Linked DNA regions of Sus scrofa: region 1 is linked to region 2. The links are chromatin contacts, called in public HiChIP or PLAC-seq maps. All regions are on one chromosome and are shown on one strand. The core of a region is the stretch at or near the end of the contact, and the rest is flanking DNA. Distances in the headings are between cores, read along the strand shown. Region 1 holds the start of CERS5 (ceramide synthase 5). Region 2 holds the start of SMARCD1 (SWI/SNF related, matrix associated, actin dependent regulator of chromatin, subfamily d, member 1).

Region 1 (3,360 bases), core at 181-2,680, 77 kb after region 2:
GCATCAAACCCATGTCCTCACGGATGCTAGTCTGGTTGTTAACCGCTAAGCCACGCATGACGGGAACTCCAGTAACAGGTTATTATCTATCTATGGCAATACATTCCCATCCTCAAAAGGGGACTCTCTGATAAAAGCCAAATGAACAAAAGATGTCCAAGTGCCATCCTCATTATCCTCATTATCTGAGACCTATCCGGAAAGAAGTCACTCTTCCTGTAACATGGAGCAGACCAAAATCATCCTATCAGTGAATACCTTTATTTTAGACAGCAGACACGAGCCACTCAATCAAAGACAAGTGAAAACACTTTTGCCAAGAACACATTGTCCCTTAGAAACTTGCTCAATACAGTTGTCTTCTTATAGGCCCTAAGGCTCTCCATCCTTTGAAGATGACCACTCCTCCTTCCATTTCAGGCCTCCAAGGCCTGTTCTGCAACTAACCCTATCCCTACAGGGTTCTAGTCTCTTACAGGATCCAGCTGAATTTTATTGAGAAGCACACACACACGCGGCCATGAACTGATGAATCAAGGCTTAAGGCCTAACTAATCTTGTACCCCTCAACTCTCAGTGTCCTCACAAATCTTAGCTTCCCACGAACGTGCTCCTTCGACTTGGAACGTCTGGCTCCTTGCGCTGACCCTGCAGCTTCCCTGGCCCCAACTAGTTCTGGTTCTCTTGGCCCTTTCTTGTTTCTTGCTTCGGGCCCTCGGCCACAGCTCACACTCAATCTGCTTCCTGGTCTGCAGAATCCTTGGCGGTTGGGGAGAGGCCTATGAACCCCCCCCCCGCCCCAAGTGACCTCCGGGCTGCAAAACTGAATGGGCCCAGCGTCCCCCTCGACTCTGACACTTTCAATGTCCACGCCCCGAACTCCCTGCCTTTACCTAGGCTGCACGACTACCTCGGCCACCCTCCGAGCATCCCGCGCGGCGGCCCAGGCTCTCCCAGCCCCCTGCTTCCGGGCTTTCCCAGCAGTTCTGCTTCCGGTCCTTGGCCTCCGTCTCTCCCCCGGGCAGGCTTTCCCAGCCCGCGCCCCAGGCCCTTCGCGCCGTTCGCCCGCGGTCTCTCACCGCTCGAAGAGCAGCCTCACGGAGAACACGCCCGCCGCCAGTGGGAACACGGAGAGAATGTGCCGGGCCCGCGGGTAGCCGTAGCCGTTGCCCGGCCCCTCTAGGTCGGCCCAGCTCACGTTCTGGGGCAGCCAGAAGCGCTCACTCCAAAGCCAGCCCCACAGCAGGCCCAGGGCTCCCGCCGCTGCTGTCGCCATCTTACGCCCACCCCGCGGCCACTGCCGCCACAGGCTCAGCTGCCGCCCCAGCCAACGGAACCCGCGAGGAGGCGGCCCCGGGGCGGGGCCGGGCCGGCGGCCACCCCCTTCCGGCCCCTTCTAGGACCCGCACTCCAGCCCGACTCCTTCGCGGGGCCGGGCCTCTGTCCCGCCCACCCTGCCTCCCCGCCCACCTCCCTCCCCGTAGCCTCCCCAGCCGCCTCTCCTTGGGACCCCGCCCTCCGACTCGGCCACGCCCTCCCCGCCCCGCCTTCACCCAGCCCTGGCCACGCCTCCACAGTGATCCCGTCCTTTTTTGCTACAGGTTGCGGTAAAGCTTCTCCTCGCTCACTCTTCTGTCTAGCCACAGCTACACCCGGTATTTCAGGCATAGCTCCCTTATGGGGATGTTCTTCTTTTTCAGTCCAGCCAGCTCAAAGCTGTTCCGGTTCGCTGGAAGGCCATACGTGGTGTGTGGTGTGTGTGGTGTTGTGGTGTGTCTGTCTGTCTGTCTGTGTCTATCCGTCTTTCCCCCTCTTCCTTCCCAACCCCCTTCTCTCACTAGGGTTTATCGCCATCTCAGCTGGTACTGCCTACTAGCAGCGTTCTTTTTGCTCCCAACCTTTTTCTCCCCTCCTGCCCCTCATGACCTCAGCCCCCTTTCATTATCCCTTAAAGTGGACTTTAAAAAAATTCTTTTATTCTTCTCATGGAAAAAAAACAAAAAACAAAAAAGGAAATGAAAGCTATTCAAAGGAAAATATAAAAGAAAAAGTAGAAGACGGCCATTGTTTAATGAGGTTTATTATATGCCAGGTAGTGCACTAAATATTTTCCACATTTAACTTCCTCATTCTATGAAGTAGGTGTTGTTTTATTTACTGTTTTATGGATGAGTAAATTGAAGTCCAGAGAGCAGCTTGTCCAAGGTTATATACAAGTGGTAGAGCTGGGGCTTCTGAACAAAGTCTCTAGATTCCAGAACCCTGGGCCCTTATCCTATAAACCTCCTTAGTTTTAGATTTCCACACTGAACATTGAATTCTTTTGTGGCTCTACATAAACAGTAAAGGGGAGCCATAGACAAGAAACCTTTAAAACACTGAACTCTAAATTATTCCTCAGCTGCTGGAGAACAGTGAACCTTGGGTGCCCTCTGTTAAAACCTGGCTACAATTTTAATTACTACAGCTACCTAGAATGATCTGAAATAAGATCAAAGAACTAATCTTGTCCAAGGACAGATAGAGTATCTTTATACTAGCAGGCAGGCTTACAGCAGAAGATAGTTTCAAAGGGAAAAGAGGAAAAGAAAAAAAAGGAGCCATTTGAAGGAGTGGACTAGAAGTTTGCTTTTTAGTTCAGTGATTCTCAAAACTTCGTTTGCCACAGCTCAGACATTAGCTTGTCCCTTCTCTCACATGGTGAGTTTGCTAAGTTTTCTGGGCCCCAACCAAAGATTCAGGAGGTTCAGAGTAGGGTGCATGAATGTGCATTTCTCATTTCCTTTCTTTTTTTTTTTTTTTTTTTTTTTTAAATACAGCTGCATCTTTGGCATATGGAAGTTCCTGGGCTAGGGGTCAAATCAGAAATGCAGTTTGCAGTTGAGGCCTGTGCCACAGCCATAGCTACCCAGATCTGAGCCTTATCTGTGACCTATGCTGCTGCTGCTGCTGCTTGCAGTGACACCGGATCTTTACCCATTGAGCGAGGCCAGGGATTGAACCCACATCCTCAGACGATAGCATCGGTTTCTTAACCCACTGAGCCACAAAAGGAACTCCTCAATACCTATTTTTAAATAAATGCACTTCAGTTTCTTTGAACTATATATACATGTATATATATATGTATATTTTTTGTGTGTCTTTTCTAGGGCTGCTTCCTGCAGCATGTGGAGGTTCCCAGGCTAGGGGTCTAAACGGAGCTGTGGCCTCAGCCTACACCAGAGCCACAGCAATTCGGGATCCGAGCCACGTTGCAACCTACACCACAGCTCATGGCAATGCCAGATCCTTAACCCACTGAGCAAGGCCAGGGATCGAACCCGAAACCTCATGGTTCCTAGTCGGATTTATTACCAC
Region 2 (3,668 bases), core at 113-2,612:
TGCTCACCTAATACCCAAGCCCACCACTTATATTTTCTGGTAAGGTATGGTTTGGTAGCGGGAGGAAAGAGACAGGCCTAGAGGGGAAGTTAAAACTCTGCCGTTCTGTCCCTCCCTTCCTACTTTAATGAGAAACCTGTGAGGCCAAGGACCTGCCGTGCCTCCTCCACCAGGCGCTCCCCTCAGGCCAGAGCGCTGCCTCTTCCCAGGCCTTCTCTGCCCAGCTGTCTCTCAGTCTCCACCCCCAGAACAAGACCTGTGGCAGGTCACCTGTGCATTGACCTGGAGCTGCAGGGTGAGGCTGTAGGATCTTTGGGAACTCTGGGTTCCTGGGAACTCCTAGGAGATCAGACCTCTCCAGAGGGAAGCAGGAGCAAGGCCAAAGGGTGTGCACCAGATGGGGAACAGCAGGCAGGGCTATGGGTGACGCATGTCTCTGGTCTAATAAACTGGGTTTCAACCATCTCCTCTTCAGTGTCGTTCTTCTCTTATTTGAATAGTATGTAGGACTTCCTACTAAGAGCTGACCTTGGATTGGGGCCAATCAGGGGAGGAGTAAGGGAGCCAGAGCAGGGATACGCTGGTCCTGGGATGGGACAAGCTGACCATCACACCAGAAATGGTTTGAACCACTGGGCAGGGAAAGAGGAAGAGATCAAAGGTTAACAAAGATCCCAAAGAGAAATCCTAGTACAAAGGAGGCTTTGGAGACGGCGTGGGGTCAAACTTCAAAATATACTTAAAATCTGGAAGCAGGTTAGGTTAAAGGTCAGGGGAAAGGCTGGGTTGAAGTTCTAGCATTAGGTAGTTATTGAGGCACTTTATCTGTGGCATGAGCCCTGGGCTATGAGCCAGACCTGGATTCTAAGCCTTGGCTTTCGCGTTAACTTGCTGGTTGACTACACCGAGTCATTTCCTCTCGAGTTCACCTCTCCTGTTTGCAAAATGGAAAGGTGCGTCCTCCTCTTCGGCTCCTGGGCTTAGAGCCGGAGGAGAAGGAAAAGAAACACGCGCTTTGGAAAGTTAAAACGCCCTGCGCCCAGATGAAGCAGTTACTCCATCACCCTCTTCATCAGAGCTTTGGGACGGTGCTGTGGTCCCCCTTTCCAGGTCCTTGTCTTCCTCCCGCCGGCCTGGGGGCGCCCGCTCACGGGCCTCTCTATCCCAGAGCTCTTCTCGATGGTGTTCCCTGCCGGACCGCGAAGGCTGGAGGGAGTGGTCAGCACGCTTTTTCCGCTCGTCGCCCCCCTCTAGCCCACAGTCTCGCTGCCCTGGGCCTCCCGTGCCGGCGGGCCGGCCGGGCGGACAGGCGGGCGCGCTGGGGGCGCGCGGGGGCGGGGGGAGTTCCGGTTCCGGTTCTTTGTGCAGCTGCAGCAGCGGCTCCGGGAAAGATGGCGGCCCGGGCGGGTTTCCAGTCTGTGGCTCCGAGTGGCGGCGCCGGAGCTTCAGGCGGGGCGGGCGCGGCGGCTGCCCTGGGCCCGGGCGGGACTCCGGGGCCTCCGGTGCGAATGGGCCCGGCGCCGGGTCAAGGGCTGTACCGCTCCCCGATGCCCGGAGCGGCCTATCCGGTGAGTGGGGCAGGAGGAGGGGCGCGCGGGCCGGGGGCGGGGCCGAGCGGGGGCCTGGGAGTGACGGGGTGGGGGGAGGAGTAGGAGGGACTCCCCTGGGAGGGATTCGGTTCGCGAGGGAGGGTCGGGGGAGGCAGTGCGCGGAAGGGAGGGGAGGCGGTTAGCATCCCCACCAGCTCGTAGGGGCATTGTTTCCTTGGGGAGTCGGGGTGTAGAACCAGGGTGAACGAAGCGGGGCCAAGGGTGGGCTTGTGAGAGTTGGAGTGCAAAAAGGCTTAGGCAGCTCCAGTGCCCAGAGGAGCACAGAAGGTGTACCTGGCAAATTGAGGTCAGCTTTTGAGGAGATGGTAGCTGGCTGTGCTGTCTGAGTACTGGGAGCAGAGGAGATGTCCAATGGCAGATACAAACTAGACTGGGGAGAATTTGAGTATAATCTGCTCTCTTAGCTTTGGGCTGGAGTCCCCTGTGGGATCACAAGTGGAGCAGAGGAAGCTCCAGTGATCTATATTTCAAAGAGGTAGAGGGGTCTTCTCCCACCCCCCATGCCCCCAGCCTGGTTCGATTCAGAGAACTCAGGCTTCCCCCACTTTCCCTTTCCTGGTGGGGTTTGCAAGGGAAGCCATGACATCTCTGGGTCCTCTCCCCTCTGTAGAGACCAGGTATGCTACCAGGCAGCCGAATGACACCTCAGGGACCTTCCATGGGACCCCCTGGCTATGGGGGGAACCCTTCAGTCCGACCTGGCCTGGCCCAGTCAGGGATGGACCAGTCCCGCAAGAGACCTGCACCTCAGCAGATCCAGCAGGTCCAGCAACAGGCGGTCCAAAATCGGAACCACAAGTAAGATGACCCCAGGGTGGAGAGCGGGAGGGCGGACACAGGTGGTGGGAGTACCTCAAGCAAGAAGTGACGACGCTGTGTCAGCAGACAGTGGAGACTGTTTCGTGTTTGGTGGGGGTGGGGGGTGTCTTTGATTTGAGAGAAGCTTTGCGGTTCTTTCTCTTGACTATAAATGGAGGTGCTGACAGCCTGTCTTCATGTTCTGGCTAGTTCCATCCCAACCTGATAACAGTATTTATTCCAAACAGTGCAAAGAAAAAGAAGATGGCTGACAAAATTCTACCTCAAAGGGTGAGTCCAGGCTGTATAGGTCTTCTTGAGGGTGTGTTGAGTTGGAGAAGAGAGATGGCCAGCTCTAGATCCCAATGATACCTTTCTGTTCCTCAGATTCGTGAACTGGTACCAGAATCCCAGGCCTATATGGATCTCTTGGCTTTTGAAAGGAAACTGGACCAGACTATCATGAGGAAACGGCTAGATATCCAGGAGGCCTTGAAGCGTCCCATCAAGGTAACGCAGGAGAGTGCTAGGCAGAGAGCCAAAGGAGAGGACTCGGGAACCTTCAGCAGGCTAAGGATGAGAAATCAAAGGCATAGCGCCGCTCTCCTTGGCATTTAAATTACATCTCTCCCTTCCGCCTACAAACCGAGAATTACATTAGAAGCATAAGAACAGAACAGCTCAGGGGGAGGGGCTTTTGGTAGTTCTTGCACCAGAAATATACTCTGTTGGTGTTTTTGCTATAACTGCTCTGTCACCTTGGGAACCTGGCACCTCGCATGACTTTGTCTACCTGGCACCCCAGTGCATGCACTTGCATTTGGGCCAGTGGCCTGTGCTCTTCTAGGTGGAATCTCCGTCCACCCACCCCAGGGCCTGGGTAAATAGTAAGCCAGTCTGTTAGGAGACGTTTTGGGGTTTGGGGAGACCCTGGTCTTCAGCGTGAAACCACTGAAGCCCCACTGTCAATCCTGTTTCTGCCTTCCTCAGCAAAAACGGAAGCTGCGAATTTTCATTTCTAACACTTTCAATCCGGCTAAGTCAGATGCCGAGGATGGGGAAGGGACGGTGGCTTCCTGGGAGCTTCGGGTAGAAGGACGCCTCCTGGAGGATGTGAGTTCAAGGTCCACTGTGGTCAGCATCTAGGGTGGGAGCTGCTGGGAACAAGCAGTATTGTCTGGTTGGCAGGAAGCCTGACTGGTGCTCACAGCTCCTGTTGGGAACAGCAGGGAGAGGGTCACTGTGTTCCCTGCGCTAAAA

What was found. HiChIP or PLAC-seq counts read pairs in DNA pulled down with a chosen protein or histone mark.
Region 1: an H3K27ac HiChIP or PLAC-seq map of skeletal muscle shows a contact between it and region 2. The contact joins the promoter of CERS5 here to the promoter of SMARCD1 in region 2. A contact is called at or near these places in 5 of 5 promoter capture datasets (fetal liver, fetal skeletal muscle, liver and 1 more), 31 of 47 Hi-C or Micro-C datasets (adipose tissue, alveolar macrophages, blood and 15 more) and 2 of 2 datasets of contacts at active chromatin or transcription factors (alveolar macrophages and skeletal muscle).

What each region holds. Positions count from the first base shown.
Region 1 is chr5:16,068,673-16,072,032 of Sscrofa11.1, forward strand. CERS5 (ceramide synthase 5) reads right to left here and starts at 1,431. Exons shown (of 11, transcript XM_021091643.1): 1 at 1,080-1,431. The coding sequence starts at 1,276.
Region 2 is chr5:15,991,416-15,995,083 of Sscrofa11.1, forward strand. It overlaps SMARCD1 (SWI/SNF related, matrix associated, actin dependent regulator of chromatin, subfamily d, member 1), which reads left to right and starts at 1,363. Exons shown (of 13, transcript NM_001244613.1): 1 at 1,363-1,568; 2 at 2,221-2,408; 3 at 2,657-2,699; 4 at 2,796-2,918; 5 at 3,399-3,521. The coding sequence starts at 1,392.